Regions from separate parts of the Canis lupus genome. Here region 2 is linked to region 1. A link is a contact called in public Hi-C data. All regions are on one chromosome and are shown on one strand. Each heading gives the region's core, a stretch centred on a gene start, on an enhancer-like site or on the middle of the called end of the contact. The rest is flanking DNA. Distances are from core to core; before and after follow the strand shown.

What was found. A called contact is a pair of places that touch in the nucleus more often than the background predicts.
Region 2: a contact with region 1 is called in a Hi-C map of skin fibroblasts, with 4 times the contacts expected there. The contact joins the enhancer-like site here to the promoter of SLC44A3 in region 1. A contact is called at or near these places in 6 of 9 Hi-C or Micro-C datasets (amygdala, blood and skin fibroblasts).

What each region holds. Positions count from the first base shown.
Region 1 is chr6:54,980,852-54,988,560 of UU_Cfam_GSD_1.0, forward strand. SLC44A3 (choline transporter-like protein 3) reads right to left here and starts at 2,668. Exons shown (of 16, transcript XR_005361189.1): 1 at 2,598-2,668; 2 at 2,003-2,110. It overlaps LOC119872262 (a long non-coding RNA gene), which reads left to right and starts at 1,592. Exons shown (of 3, transcript XR_005361191.1): 1 at 1,592-2,039; 2 at 2,881-3,020; 3 at 3,521-4,916.
Region 2 is chr6:55,220,788-55,228,496 of UU_Cfam_GSD_1.0, forward strand. No RefSeq gene overlaps it. Among named protein-coding and RNA genes, the nearest start is that of F3, 21 kb to the left of the region's middle. Within about 2 kb of position 2,849, at least 2 of the 20 cell types and tissues checked have an H3K27ac peak or open chromatin away from gene starts, as enhancers often do.

The sequences.
Region 1 (7,709 bases), core at 1,418-3,917:
ATCAATAACCGCATCTAGCATATGCCTGGTTACAGGTCAGGATGTCAGAAGACCAGGAAGCTGAGCAGCAGAGGCAGAAAATACTCCCTGAAGTATCTGTGGTTAAAAAATGTTGCAGAAGATAGGAAAAGCCAGTCAGCTTGAAGGACTCTCGCTACTCAAATGCAATACAGTAAAGAGAAGGCGGGCACTGAAGCCTTCAAAATTATTCTGCAATGACATGTAATTTGAAAGCAGCTTCCAATGTCCACAATAGCCAAACTGTGGAAGGAGCCTTTGGTGTCCATCGAAAGATGAATGGATAAAGAAGATGTGGTCTATGTATACAATGGAATATTCCTCAGCCATTAGAAACGACAAATACCCACCATTGCTTCGACGTGGATGGAACTGGAGGGTATTATGCCGAGTGAAATAAGACAATCAGAGAAGGACAAACATTATATGGTCTCATTTATTTGGGGAATATAAAAAATAGTGAAAGGGAATAAAGGGAGAAGGAGGAAAATGAGTGGGAAATATCAGAAAGGGAGACAGAACATGAAAGATTCCTACTCTGAGAAACGAACTAGGGGTGGTGGAAGGGGAGCTGGGTCGGGGGTGGGGGTGACTGGGTGACGGGCACTGAGGTGGGCACTTGACGGGCTGAGCACTGGGTGTTATTCTGTATGTTGGCAAATTGAACACCAATAAAAAATAAATTTATAAAAAAGAAAGAAAGCAGCTTCCAGCTGTGTGCCATCTCTCAGATGGTTCATAATTCTTCAGACTGTGATGGGCCATCAACAAATCTCCCCACCCCCGTGGCTGTCGGGCTGAGGGTTTGGTCGTGGATGTACTAGGTCTGAAGCCTGGAAGGGCCAGGGGAGATCCCTGAAGAACATGAACAGCCTTAGGTCCACGCTGCCCGGTGCCTGCAGGCCCGCTGCTCCCTGCATTTGCACAACAGGAGGCCAGGAGAGCAACAGCAGCCACCTGTGGGCAGTTAGGGAGGAGGTGGTGAAGGTACACACTCTCTCTCTCAGAGGACCAGGGAATGACAATGCACAACATTCAGTTCACCTTTAAGACCCAACCTTCCCCCGTACCTGTAACCATGTCTGTCATGAGAAACCAGTAGGTAAAGTGAACAAGTGAATTCAGGCCTTTCGAAAGAAAGAGGGACTTGGAAAGAGGAACAAACATGGTGTTTTAGAGTCTATTTAAATTGAAATCTTTGCAACAAAGCTAATTACTATGAGGCAGCTCTTATGCTGCTTTATAAATTAATCATTAACCTTGCAGCAAATAGCATGCCTCAATCTAGACCGGATGACTGCAGGAATCTGATCTTTAAAGAAGCTGAGTGGGGCTCCTTTTGCTGTTACCTACAGCTCTAAAATAAGTATCAAAGTGTCAAGATTTAGCTGCCAAGAGACTAAAGGGACGGGACTAAAATGACACGGCCTGATGAGGTCTACCAGCAATCCCGCACAGCTGGAAACTAGAATGGGGAAAAAATCATTACCTAACTCGAGAGTTTACACCCAAGGCTGGTTTCCTTGTCAGCTGCTACATACAGCCGCCGACAGTGTGTATGTTATGTGTTCAGCTAAAGGGAGAGCAGTTTATTTCTAGGCTCACTCTAGATTTTCCTGTATTAGAAGAACAGCAAACAGTTGACAAATATTTTGTTTGGGGGCTGAGATGGCCAGCGAACTTGCAGGCAGTGAGCCCAGATGACCACACAATCCTGCCACGGGGTTCCCACTTCCTCCTGGAGGCCGCCCTAGAACGGGGCCTGCAGCAATGGGCAGCCCCTCCAGTTTAGCCACGTCCCCTGGGAGGCACAACCCAGGACCGAGGTTTGCTCCGGAGGATCGGCTGGCGCGTCTCGCGGTAGCACAGCCCGGGGCCCCTGCACCACCTGCAGCCCGGGCCTCCCCACGATCGCGAGTCCCACCTGGGCACAGTCACTTCGGGACCCACGCAGGCTCTCTTCCTCCTAGGCACCCACACTCACCAGACCAGTCCAGAAGAGGAAGAACAGGAACAGCCAGGTCGTATCCGTGCACTTCCTATAGAGCTGAGGTCTCCACTCCCTTGGCCGGGGGGTTCTCTCTGCAGAAGCCTTCCAGACCAAAAAAAAAAAAAAGGGGGGGGGGGAGTGGGGTGAGGTGGGGGACGTGGGGAGTTGAGGAAAGAGGATAAATAATCATATGGGTCCCAACCCGAATCCAAACATACTGAATGCTGCTCAAAGTAACTTTTCTTTTTCCATTTATTTATGTATTTATTAATTGTTTTTTTGAGCGTTGCTCCCCGAAGCTTTCCACGGAGCCTCTGAAGCCCCTGCTCCGTGCGCAGCGGCCCGGGGGGGGGGGTGGTCCCCGCGCGCAGTCCTCACCTGGAGGTGCACCTGCGCGGCGCAGCCAGCCTCCGCCCCGGCACCAGGTGGGGTCCCCGCTCCCCTCCCCCCCTCCAGGTGCGCCCCGGGACTCGGGGGCGCCGGGGCGGGGGCTTTAGCCGCGGGCGGGGGAAGGCGGCGGCGTGCCAGGAGGTCGCCCGAAGCGTCCCCCCGGGCCCCCGGGTCCCCCCCATCCCCGGCGGTGGCTCACCGGGGCCGGGGCTCCGGGGCGCTGCATCCTGCGCTGGGCCGGGCCGGGACTGGCGCGGACGCGGGCCCCGCGGGGGGAGCCGGGCCGGGAAGGGGCGCAGCGCCGCCTCGCGGAGCCGCCGACCGTCGCTGCCCCGCGGGTGCGGCCCTGGCCCCGACCGCCCGCGCCGGGGAGGCCCGGGTCCCCCCCCCCCGCCCCCCAAGCGCAGCCCAACCCCGTGAACCAGCCCCCCTGCGGCCCGCGCGGCGCACGGTCACCGCCAGCCCCCCCCTCCCCCCCGCAGTGCCGCTGACCTGCAGCCGCGGGCAGGTAGCGCTCGACCCCGGGCCTCAACAAGGCTGAAGGCATTGCTCTCCGCGCAGCCATGAGGGAAACTGAGGCACGGGGCAGCCGTGATGGGACACGCCCGATGAGACACAGCCAGTAAGCTGTAGAGCTCGGAGTTGAACCCAGGCCCTTTCAAAGTGGTTCCTTGCCAACGCGGCGGTGGGGGGCGGGGGGGGGCTGGAGCAGCATGGGTCAGGAAAGATGGCATGAAACCAAGGAGAAATATCAGAGCATGAACGATATGATTGGAAAGAATGTTCATTGGCGCTATTTACTAACAACGTGGGATGAAGGTAGTAGAACAGGTACAGCTGAAGAGGAATTGGTGATGGGAAGAGCAGTTTCAGCAACTCTCCAGAGGCAGCAGGAAAAGGTTGGAAAAAAAGAGGAAATAAGGCAGCTTATTTTAAATTTCCTAATTAATAACAAGGATAGAGCTAGGACAGAAAAGCAGTGATATAAAGATGGAGAGGGGGAAATATTTGAAGACCTAATGGCGATAAATTTCAAGGCTGAAAGAAGTAAATAAGCCTTTATTACTTGGACAGATCTCATGGCAAATAAATATCTCCAAATATCTTTTTCATTTGTTTTAGGAATTTCCTAAAAATCCATTTATTGGAGCAATGGACCGACCAGCTACCCAACTAGTTCTCATCAGGATAACAGTTCCTACTCTGACCCACGAATCATCAACTCACTTATCACATGACTGTGGCCTTCAAGACTCACTTGGAACCCTCCCCTTGCCTGTCCAGCAATCCTCAACTATTGCATAACCAAGTTGCCCAAGCTAATTAGCCTGTCTACATTAAAGGATGCAGGGTCTATGGTAGACCCTGAGAAATCTATAAATATCTCACCTTGAAACACATCAAACATGCTTCTATTAATAAATTTATGATAGTACAAATAAATAATAAATGATAAAGCCTCATTGATTGCCTTTAGAAGTGTCTAGGGGTCAGACTCATTATTTTTGAAAACTGGTTAAGGAAAGGAAAAGAAGCACATATCCCGCCTCTCCTATATGAACTATACTTTAGGGTAATCACATAACTAATAAAGAACATTTCTCTTCATAGAAATATTCTGGCTTATATAAGTGCAGAAGGAATTATAGAATTTAGGATATCATAGTCTGCCAAACATGACAACGAAGGGACAATCAGACATCAGTCTTCCATCCGTGGAGTGCACATTGCCACTTGTAAGGTACTCAACCCGCAAAGTCTGCACGAATCTACCAATTTATAAGAAATAGAGGAAACAGGGTAGCCCCGGTGGCTCAGCAGTTTAGCGCCGCCTACAGCTCAGGGCATGATCCTGGAGACCCAGGATCGAGTCCCACATCAGGCTCCCTTCAAGGAACCTGCTTCTCCCTCTGCCTGCGTCTCTGCCTCTCTCTCTGTCTCCTCTCTGTGTATTCTCATGAATAAATAAATAAAATCTTAAAAAAAAAAGAAATACAGGAAACAGAGGAACAAGTCAAATGATACCACATGGATTCCGTCAGCAAAACCAAGATTGGGAGAGTCCCAGACACATGACCTAGTTTTAACATCATCCACAACAGTAGCAGCAGCAAAGGTTATATGGGAAAAAAAGACAGAGGAGAAACCTATAAATTAAAAGACACTTGGGAGGTATTTTAACACATAACAGAAGACATTGGTTAGCTCCAGATTAAACCAACTGGAAAAAATAAAAGGAAAGACCTTTTAGAGGACTGATTGGATATTTGATAATTTGAAGTAGTTTATATTAAGGAATTTGAGGGTCTGATATCATTAGTGTCAAATTTAAGGAGAGTCATTATCATTTAGATTTGCATACTAAAACTTCTACAAAATAGCCAGCTGTCTGGGATTGCTTCACAAAATCCAGGGCAATCATTTTCTTACACCATACACAAAAATAGACTCAAAATGGATGAAAGACCTAATGTGAGACTGGAGTCCATCAGAATCCTAGAGAAGACCATAGGCATCAACCTCTTTGACCTTGGATACAGCAACTTTTTGTTAGACACGTCTCCAAAGGCAAAGGAAACAAAGGCAAAAACGAACTATTGGGATTTCATGAAGATAAAAAGCTTCTGCACAGTAAGGGAAGTGGTTGACAAAACCAAAAGACAACCTACAGGATGATAGAAGATATTTGCAAATGTCTTATCAGATGAAGGGCTAGTATCCAAGATCTATAAAGAACTTAACCAACTCAACACCCAAAGAAAAAATAATCCAGTTAAGAAATGGGCAGAAGAAATGAACAGACATTTCTCTAAAGAAGACAAACAAATGGCCAACAGACACATGAAAAAATGCTCAACATGACTCGGCATTAGGAAAATGCAAATCAAAACTACAATGGGATACACCTCACACCAGTCAGAATGTCTAAAATGAACAAGTCAGGAAACAGATGTTGGTGAGGATGCGGAGCAATGGGACCCTCATACACTGTTGGTGGGAATGCAAGCTGGTGCAGCCACTCTGGAAAATAGTATGGAGGTTCCTCAAAAAGTTGAAAATAGAGCTTCCCTATGACCCAGCAGTTGCACTACTGGGTATCTACCCCAAAGATAGAAATGTAGTGATCCGAAGGGGCACCTGCACCCTAATGTTTATAGCACCAATGTCCACACTAGCCAAACTATGGAAAGAGCCCAGATGTCCATTGATGGATGGATGAATGGATGAAGAAGACGTGGCATATGCATACAATGGAATATTACTCAGCCATCAGAGAAACCCGGAATCTTGTCATTTGCAATGACGTGGATGGAACTAGAGGATATTACGCTAAGTGAAATAAGTCAATCACAGAAAGACAATTGTCATATGATCTCACTCATATGTGGGATTTAAACAAAACAGAGGATCATAGGGGAAGAGAGGAAAAAATAGAACAAGACAAAATCAGGGAGGAGACAAACCATAATAGACTCTTAATCATAGGAAACAAACTGAGGGTCGCCAGAGGGGAGAGGGTGGGGGGATGGGGTAACTGGGTGATGGGCATTGAGGAGGGCACGTGATGTGATGAGCACTGGGTGTTAGATAAGACTGGTGAATCACTGACCTCTGCCTCTGGAACTAATAATACACTGTATGTTAATTAATTGAATTTAAATTTAAAAATATTTTTAAAAATCCAGGGCAAAGGGCAATGGGTAGAGATGTGGGGGGAAACAAGATTGACCATCAACTGATAGTTGCTGAAGTATACATGGTGGTGCATTAAATTATTTTCTCTACTTGTGTGTGTTTGAAGCATTACACACAATCTCACACCCAGAGAGTCCACCGTGACACCTGCGGCCTCCGGCGCCTCCCGGGAGCCTCTGACGCTGACTGTATGCAGGCCCTGGTGTTGAGCATACTCACCTGTTCTTCTTCACTCCCTACCCCTCAACCGGAGCGCTCAGCCTGACCTTGTGCCTTTATTCAAGACCCAGCCCCCTGCTTGGCTTCGGGATGGCAGCTCTGTCTGCAGCTCTGTGGGCCTCGCCAGGGTGCCACGCTCTCACAGTTTTGGTCCCCCTCGATGTCTCTGCAACCCCCTCTGGGTCGCAGGTGCTCCTCTAGACCTGTACAGGAGTCGAAGATCCTCCCTTCTTCATGCCGCCTCTACCCCTAAGTCCCTCGTGGTTCCCACACCTGTCCGTCCTGTGCTCATATCTGCACCTCTTCAAAGGCTTCGGTACTTCCTTAACTTCTAGCTGCTTTCTGCAGTGCTGGGCTTGCACTCCTGTCGCCATCTGGCCAGATGGAGATGCAACTAAAGCCACTCGGGTTGGGGCGCCTGGATGGCTTAGCAGTTGAACGTCTGCCTTTGGTTCAGGTCATGATCCTGGGGTCCTGGGATCGAGTCCTGCATCAGGGTCCCCACAGGAGCCTGCTTCTCCCTCTGCCTATGTCTCTGCCTCTCTCTCTGTGTCTCTCATTAATAAATTAAAAAAAATTATTTTTAGAACCACTCTGCCCACTTTGTTTCCAAGTGTGTGACCACTATACCCCTTTGGGTTAGGTCTCTTAGGTGCAGGCTCAAGCTTGAGCTCAGCTGTGCATCTCACTGACGCTGGGCTTTGGAGCCAACATCTGGAGAAGGTCAGATTTCCCACCCGTCATCCCACTTTCCTCAAGCTTCCTCCCCTACCCTACTAGCTCTGTGGCTGAGTTCCCAGCATGCTTTGAATCATAGACTGACCCCTATGGTTAAAATAGTCTGATGTGGGATGTGATAAAGCCCCTTCTGTTCCAGGAATAAGGGCTCCTGTAAGACAATCGGTGGTTAGAGGCTCCAGAGGAGGCAGGACAATCACCTCAGGCCTGAGGGTTCAGATCTTTTATCATGTGATCTTTCCTCTCAGCCAGGAAGAACCATCCTTCAGATTGGAAGCCAGAAATGAGATAGAGAATATAAGGGGTCTTTGATTTGATCAAATATAAGGTTTGAACTTTGATTGATCCAGGAATAGCCAAAGATGCATTGGACAGAGAAGAGGGATGTGAGGAGCCATTTGGCTATGAATAAGGGAGGGACCAGTGGTTAGCCAAGCAAGGTGTGTGTGCAAAAGAGTCCCTGCCCTTTGGATCTGGGATGGGGTAATTTCAGGGTGAGGAGGTTGGAGACTCAGAAAAGTCTTACTTTTCTCCTTGAAATCTTTGGATCAGAAATCTGGTCTTTGGAACTTTATCTTTGGCCCATCTCCATCCGACCAGGGTTGGCTGAGCATTGGCTTTGTGCCAGGACTTGAGTCTACTCAGTGGACACAGATGC
Region 2 (7,709 bases), core at 1,599-4,098, 240 kb after region 1:
GTCCCACCTCCCCCAGGGCTGCGTCTGTCTCCTCACTGGGACTTGGTGCCCTTTGGCCACCTCCTGCCAATCCGCTCTCCCCTGCCAACAATTCTCACCCAACCGCAGGTCTGACCTCTTTCTCTAGGATGCGGCAGCGGTGGTGTGAGATTACACGTGTATATGAGCTCATACAGTATTTGTGTTTCTCTGACTTATTCCACTGAGCATAATGCCTTCAAGGTAGACCCATGTTGTTGCAAACGGTAGAATGTTCTTGGGGGGTTTTTTATGGCTGAGTAAATATTTCATTGTGCCACAACCTCTATATTCATCCATCCATCAATGGACACTTATGCTGTTTCCATGTCCTTATGTTGTTTCCATGTCTTGGCTGTTGTAAATAATGCTATGAACATGGGGTGCAGACATCTTTCTCGAGTTAGTGATTTTCTTTCCTTTAGATACATTCCCAGCAGTGGAATTGCTGGATCAGATGATATTTCTATTTTTTTAGATCTTTTGAGAATCCTCCATACTGCTTCCTACAGTGGCTGCACCAATTTATATTTCCACCAACAGTGCACAAGGGCTCCCTTTCCTTTTCCACTTGCACCCCAGCATTTGTTATCTCTTCTCTTCTTGAGAATGGCCATTTTAACAGGTGTGAGGTGATGTCTCATCATGGTTTTAACTTGCATTTCCCTAATGACTAGCCACACTGTGCACCTTTTCTTGTACTTGTTGGCCATCTGTATAGCTTCTTTGGAAAAATGTCTATTCAGGTTCCTTTGTCCATTTTTTGGTTTTTGGTTTGTTTTTGATGTTGCACTATATGAGTCCCGTATATATTTTGGATATTAACCCCTCATCTGGTACATGGCTTGCAAATATTTTCTTTTCCCATTTGGTAGGTTGTCTTTTCATTTTGTTGGTGGTTTTCTTTGCTGTGGAGAAACTTTATATTTTAATGTAGTCTCACTTATTTATTTTTTATTTCGTTGCTTGTGCTTTAGCTATGATTTCCAAACATGACTAAGGAGCTTTGTTCCTATGTTTTCTTCTAGGAGTTTCATTACATGTACAGGTCTTATATTTAAGTTCTTAATGCATCCTGAAGTAATTTTTGTGAGTAGTACTGGAGTGGGAGAGCTAGGTTCTGTGTCAGAGTCAAAGAATGAATCTCTTGGATGAAGGAGAGTAAAGCAATAGAAGTTTACTAAGCAAGGATGCAGAGGGAGCTCTCAGTAGTGAGAGGGGTCCCGAGAGAGTTGCTACCAAAGGCTTTTAGGCTGGTCTCTTATTGAAAACTTGACCAGGGAGCATAATTATGGCCTTGAAATTCTTATGCCATCTTAGTTTGAGCAAGGACTATTGATAACACCCTTAATGACTTACTTCTTTGTGGTCTGGTCATTTTCTGTGATTATATTGTAGACTCCACCCCCCCCAAAAAATAAACATACATAAATAAAATAAAATAAAATAAAATAAAAATGAAAAAAAGGGACATCTGGGTGGCTCAGTGGTTGAGCGTCTGCCTTTGGCTCAGGTTGTGATCCCGGGGTCCTGGGATCGAGTTCTGCATCAAGCTCTTGCATGGAGCCTGCTTCTCCCTGTGCCTGTGTCTCTGTCCCTCTCTGTGTCTCTCATTGATAAAAAATAATAATAATTAAATAAATAAAAATATATTGTAGCCCTCAAAGGAAAATGCTCCCTAGCATCCAGGGCCAGGTGGTCTGATCTAATCCCTTATCTCCGGTTTCCTTACATCTCAGCATTTTGGGATTTCTATGAGCCTAATTCCATGGCCCTCTGTCTCTACTTGCCTAGCGCTGCCTGTCCCTTACTCAGTATAAGATAGGGGGATCAGCAATCTGTGCTGTAACAAGAAGCCCTCCAAGTAATTTTAATACCCAATAAATTTTGAGAACCACTGGCTTAATCTAATTTTTACTGCAGTAAGAGTAGAGCTATAGCCCTACATGGGGTATTTCCAGCTCTTGTAGAGGTCAGAATGCAGCTTGCTGTGAGGCCAAAATCAAAGTACTATATAAAGCCCAGATAAAATTCTCCATGTGTAGACTGTGCACTGCCTAGGTGAGCGTTTGTCACATAGGAGTCTGTTAGCATTTTCCCACTTGCCAGGAACAGAAACTCTTTCAAGAGGACTTAAATGAAATCAGGAAGCCTGTCTTCTCTCTTGTCAAGTGCACTAATTGGCCTGAAGCTCTTCGGTTCCTTTTAGCCTCAATTACGTGATTATACGTTATTAGAGCATCAATAATGAACAATTAAAAATAACACTCTTCCTGTGGGGAAATAAAAATACTAAAAAAAAAAAAAAAAAAATCCAAGAATTTTGAAGCTGAGAAATTGCAACTCATCTTGAACATGCGAAATGTAATAAACTTTAAGGAGGGTTCTGAAAAAAAGCTTTAAGGAAAGGGTCTTGACATGACATTCTCTCTCCAACGTGATTTTCAGAAACCACCAAGAGAACTATGCTCCATCTGCAAAGCAACTCCTGTTTCCTGAGCATGTGTCAAGCCAGAGAATTAGAAATGTAGCTTTCAGAGAGGCAGGAAGTGCTTTCCCTTCCGTCACAGCAGGAGAGGGAAGTGTGGTTTATAACTAAGATTGTGGCGCCATCTTCTGGATTGGTAACTTCTAGAATGTTTCTAGACCGGGTTCTAAAAGAAAGGAGTCCCCAAACCCAACACCGGTAAGTGATGAAGAATGAAGGCATCTGGCGGGAGGGTGGGCCCGAATCACTAGACCAGAGCACCTTCCCCAACCTGCTGCAACTCTACCTGCGGTGGTCTCTCGAGTCCAGAGCTAGAGTTCCACTCCAGCTCTTGCTCCTTCCCGTGGACTCCGGGTTCAGCAGCTTTGGCACCATTTGAGAGCTAGTGAGAGATGGAAATTCTCAGGCCCCAATCCAGACTTACTGAATCAGAATCTGCATTTTCCGGGCGACGTGTACACTCCCCGCAGTCTGAGAAGCTCTGTTCTATGTGCTTTCCTAACCATTCAGTCCCCTCTGCCCTGAGTTCACGAATGCAGGGCAGGGGATACAGGATGAAAAAGGAAGACAGACACCTCACTGATGGATAGAATTACACAGACTTGATAAAATATGTCATTTATTAAACTTAAATATCTGCAAGTTATTAATCCATGCCAAAGGTAAAAGCAGAGCCACGATCATATTGCAAAGATTACACTTTCCAAAGATGGACTTTGCCATTTTCCAGAGACGAGACTTCGAGGACCCCTGCCTTATCTGCAGCTCTCTGAACCCCAAAAGCTTTCCTGCCTCTATTCCATTGATTCACATGCCTTGCTTCTACCTACCCCTCCCCCCTTCAAGGCAGTTCATAGTGTTCCCTGGGTCTCAGCCAGAAGCTTTCCTCTCCTGGATTCCCAGCACTCTCCCCACCACCTCGTTGTACAACCTTACACTCCTTCTTAGGACCCTTAATGTTGTACAAAATAGTTCTTTACCCGTCTTGGCTCCTTTTCCAGATCATAACTGCCTTTGAAAAAACCATGAATTTGAATTCACTCACTTATTCATTAATTTATTTTAATACTAAGCACCTACTATGTGCCAGGCATTGTGGGTTTGATCGAAACACAACGAGCACAATCCCAGCATTTTCAGAGCTCATTACGTTTGTAGGGTAAAATGTCAAACAGGTAATGGTAACAGAACAATTGATAATAATACGATAGGGAAAGTATAGGGTATTTGGGGGAACTCATATGGGGCCATCTAACTTAGACTCAGAAGGGCTATTTAAAATCTCAGCTAAAGGACACAGTTAATCAGTCAAAGGGGGAGATGGGGAGGGGTAATTGGGAGGAGCGCTCCAGGAAGAGGGAATGCTCGCATCACTAAAGCCACAACTGGGGCATCAGATACCACCCCAAATAAAGTGTATTTGACAATGTTTGGTGTTTGTGTTGCCTCAAACATCTCAAAGAGAAAGCAATTTGGCAAAATGGCTAGAGTTAATTTATCTTTAAAAACATATCTTTTTAAGAAAAGACAGCTTTTAAAGTATTGGTTAAAGGTATTTTTAAGTTGAGGATGACTGTGAATTTTTTTTAAAAAGCATTTTCAGAAAACCAGAATGACCAGATCATGGAGCCTGCTCTTCCATTCCAAGAATGGAAAGCAAATGGAGCTTTACCTGCAGTAACAGAAAGTTCCATGAGGCATCATGAATCTGGTCATAATCCCTGTGAAATAATGTGCTGTAGAGAACATCCTAAAATCATGGTCCAATTATTCACTTTGAGTTTTCTTAAATATATTACTCTCTTTATTGCTAAAATAAGCTTTTGGAGGGAAAGTATATACAGAGGGACATAAAAAAGTCTTCATGGTTTTCCAGTTAGAAATGAAACATGTGTCTCTCCTCTCCTTCCCAAGACCCCCCTAACACCATACTAAGTGAACTTAAAAGATTTAAATCCATAGGAACAATGAGAAAAGACAAGAGGAAATTAATGGAGTAATGATTTCAGTAAATAATGGACAAAGGCTTAGAAAATGTTTGTACATGGACGAGGGAGCCATACTCTATCTGCATGTGCATTGGAAAGGGGAGAAAGATTAATTGCCTTTCTAGAGATCTCTAGGACTTGCCAGATATGGCAGAGGAGAATCCTGAGAGAGACAGGGGTGGGAGAAAAAGTCTCCACAGCAAATCTGATATTCAGAAAATAAATATAAGAGGCCAATGACTATAAGAAAAATTTTAAGGAAAAATTATCTAAAATTTAAATTTGGCATGCCGGGGATGCCTGGGTGGCTCAGTGATTGAGCGTCTGTCTGCTTTTGGCTCAGGACGTGGTCCTGGAGTCTAGGGATCGAGTCCCGCATTGGGCTCCTGGCAGGAAGCCTGCTTCTCCCTCTGCCTGTGTCTCTCTATGTATCTCTCATGAATGAATAAATAAAGTCTTCAGAAAAAAATTTTAAAAATAATAAATTTGGCATTCCAGCTGACTTCCCACCAGTATAACAGAGTAAGGATATTTTCAGATATACAAGACTTCAAAGAATTTTCCTCCCATGCACCCTGTCCAGGAAGCCACTGTAGGACATGTTCCACTAAATAAAGGAATAAATCCAAAACAGAAGGATCCAGTGCAAGAGAGCTCCGTGTCGGGCTGGCAGCTTGGCCGGCCTCCAAAACTAGAGGGAAGCAAGAACACAGAAGACCCCAGGAAGACCCCATTGAAATATGCCTCTGAAAGCCTTACTTTCTGGAAAGTAAGAAGACATTAATATGGTGGCACAACTAGAAATAATAAAGGAGTACCTGTTATGATCATTACGGCAGATGGCGCAAGGTTAAAAAAAATGAAGTCTATCAGACTAGAGAGAAAAGACAGTAAGAAAGGAGCCCTGTTCTCTACTTGACTCTGCAATGAACCATATCATACATTCATCAGAAAACAAACACCGATTGTTAATTTAAAAGGATTTAACTTGAACTTCTGCTGTATTTTATTGGTCACAGAAATATTCTATAAACAGGCCCGAGATGGTCCCTCTAAATTAGCCTCCAATGGCCTGTTTACTTCTTCACAGCAGACCAGGACCATCAGCCCAAAGCCCACCAGTGCCGAACTCAAATCCTCACATATCTATTTGTTTTAAATATAGTCCAAACCTCCTCCCAAATCTGTAGCCAGCTAGAGCCTACTTGATGTACAACCCCAGCCCCCCTGCGCCGTGAAACTGCCTCGAACATCTGCCAAGCATAGATAAGACCAGCCTATAGCTATGAGGCCCAAACCACTGCCCTTCAGAGCAGTTGCTGCTGAACACCATTACCTACGCACATGAGTCCTGATTTCCGCTTTCCCTCCAGGAGTCCCCTTGTCCTATTCCACTCATGGGTGGTGGTCCCACACCACCATCTCTGGAACTAATTTTTCCTTAGTTCGGTCAGTTTTTATGTGTTTTGACCCTGTTACTGGGAGGAACTTCCCCTCCCAGGCAATACTATCTAAGTGCCACCCATATGAAGTTTGTGTGTTACTGCCTCTCCTGATCCCATCTCCTTCTTGGTCAACCCTCAAATCTCCCAACTTATCATTTATTATTTGTAACAAATTACAAAGGTCTCCAGGTCCAAGGGGAGGGAATATAGACCTCACCTCTCCATGGAGGATGCTGACACTACACTGTCCAGAGCGCATGGGATGGGAGATCTATTCATGGGACCATCTTTGGAAGATACAAGGATGGCCCATATACAAAATTATGGTCCACTAAGATCCATATACAAAAATCAACTGCATTTCTACTCAGTAGCAACAATTAGAAAAAGAAATGTTAAATGGATACAATTTGCACCAGGACACTACAAACATCAAATGCCTAGACATAGAGCTAATGAAAGAGAAAGCTACCAAACATTACCGACAGACACTAAGGAAGTCTTAAATAAATGGACAGATCAAACATATTCAGGGATTGTAAGAATTCTGCAGTTGCCACGTACATAGAGGGGAGGGGTCAAGTTGGTTTATTGCGTTCAAGTATTTATGTGGAGTTTTGTTTATTATTGTTGGTTCAATCTTTTTCTCGTTATGAAATATGCCTCTGAATTTTTTGAAATGCTCATTAGCCTAAGGTCTACACTGTCTGATATTAGAACATTTATCCAATAAAAGACTCATACCCAGAATACATAAAAATCTGTAATAGCACTAGGACAACTTGTAAAAGGGGGCCCAAAGATTTAAACGGCCACTTCAAAAAAGAGGATGTTCCAATGGGAGATAAACACGCAAAAGTTCAGCCTCATTACTGGTCAGGAAGCTGCAGAGTGAAGCCACAGTAATTTGCTGTTGATGGCTAAAGTACACAGAAAAAAGAAAAAAGAAAAAACCACTAGCAATATAAATATTGGCAAGGACTGGGAAAACTGGAATTCTCATACACTTGATGCTGGGAGCATAAAAATGGTACTACTTTGGAGAACAGTCTGCAATACATAACAAAGCTGGACACATTCCATTCCTGAAACTCGTACATATGTGCACCCAAAGATTTGCATAAGAATGTTTTTTTTTTAAGATTTTATTTATTTATTCATGAGAGACACAGAGAGACAGAGACATAGGCAGAGGGAGGAGCAGGGTCCACACAGGGAGCCCGATGCGGGACTCGATCCTGGGACTCCGGGATCACACCTTGAGCCAAAGGCAGACGCTCAACCACTGAGCCACCCAGGCGTCCCGCATAAGAATGTTTATAAGGACTACGTGGAACAGCTTCACACAGAAGAACCAATGCCCATCCATGGTAAGATGAACAAAGTATGGTCTATTCGTATAATTAAATATTATACAGCAATAAAAATGAGGGAACTCTTGCCACATCAACAATGGATCGGTCTCACAAGGGTGAGGGAAAAAGCCATACACAAAAGGGTATCTAATGTATATGAAGTTCAAAAAGAGGCAAAGCAATTTATGTGATAGAAGAGAGAAGAGTGGCTTTTGGAGGCTAACAGTTAGATGGCATGAGGGCGGCTCGGAGGTGTGACAATGTTCTATTTCTTGATTTGGAGGGTAGTAATGAGTGTGCACACTTTCTAAAAACTCATCGAGCTTACGATTTATGGACTTTCTTGCATATGTATTATACTTCAATAGAGTGTCTAAAATTCCTTTTAAATAATTTAACTCTATGTGGAGGATGT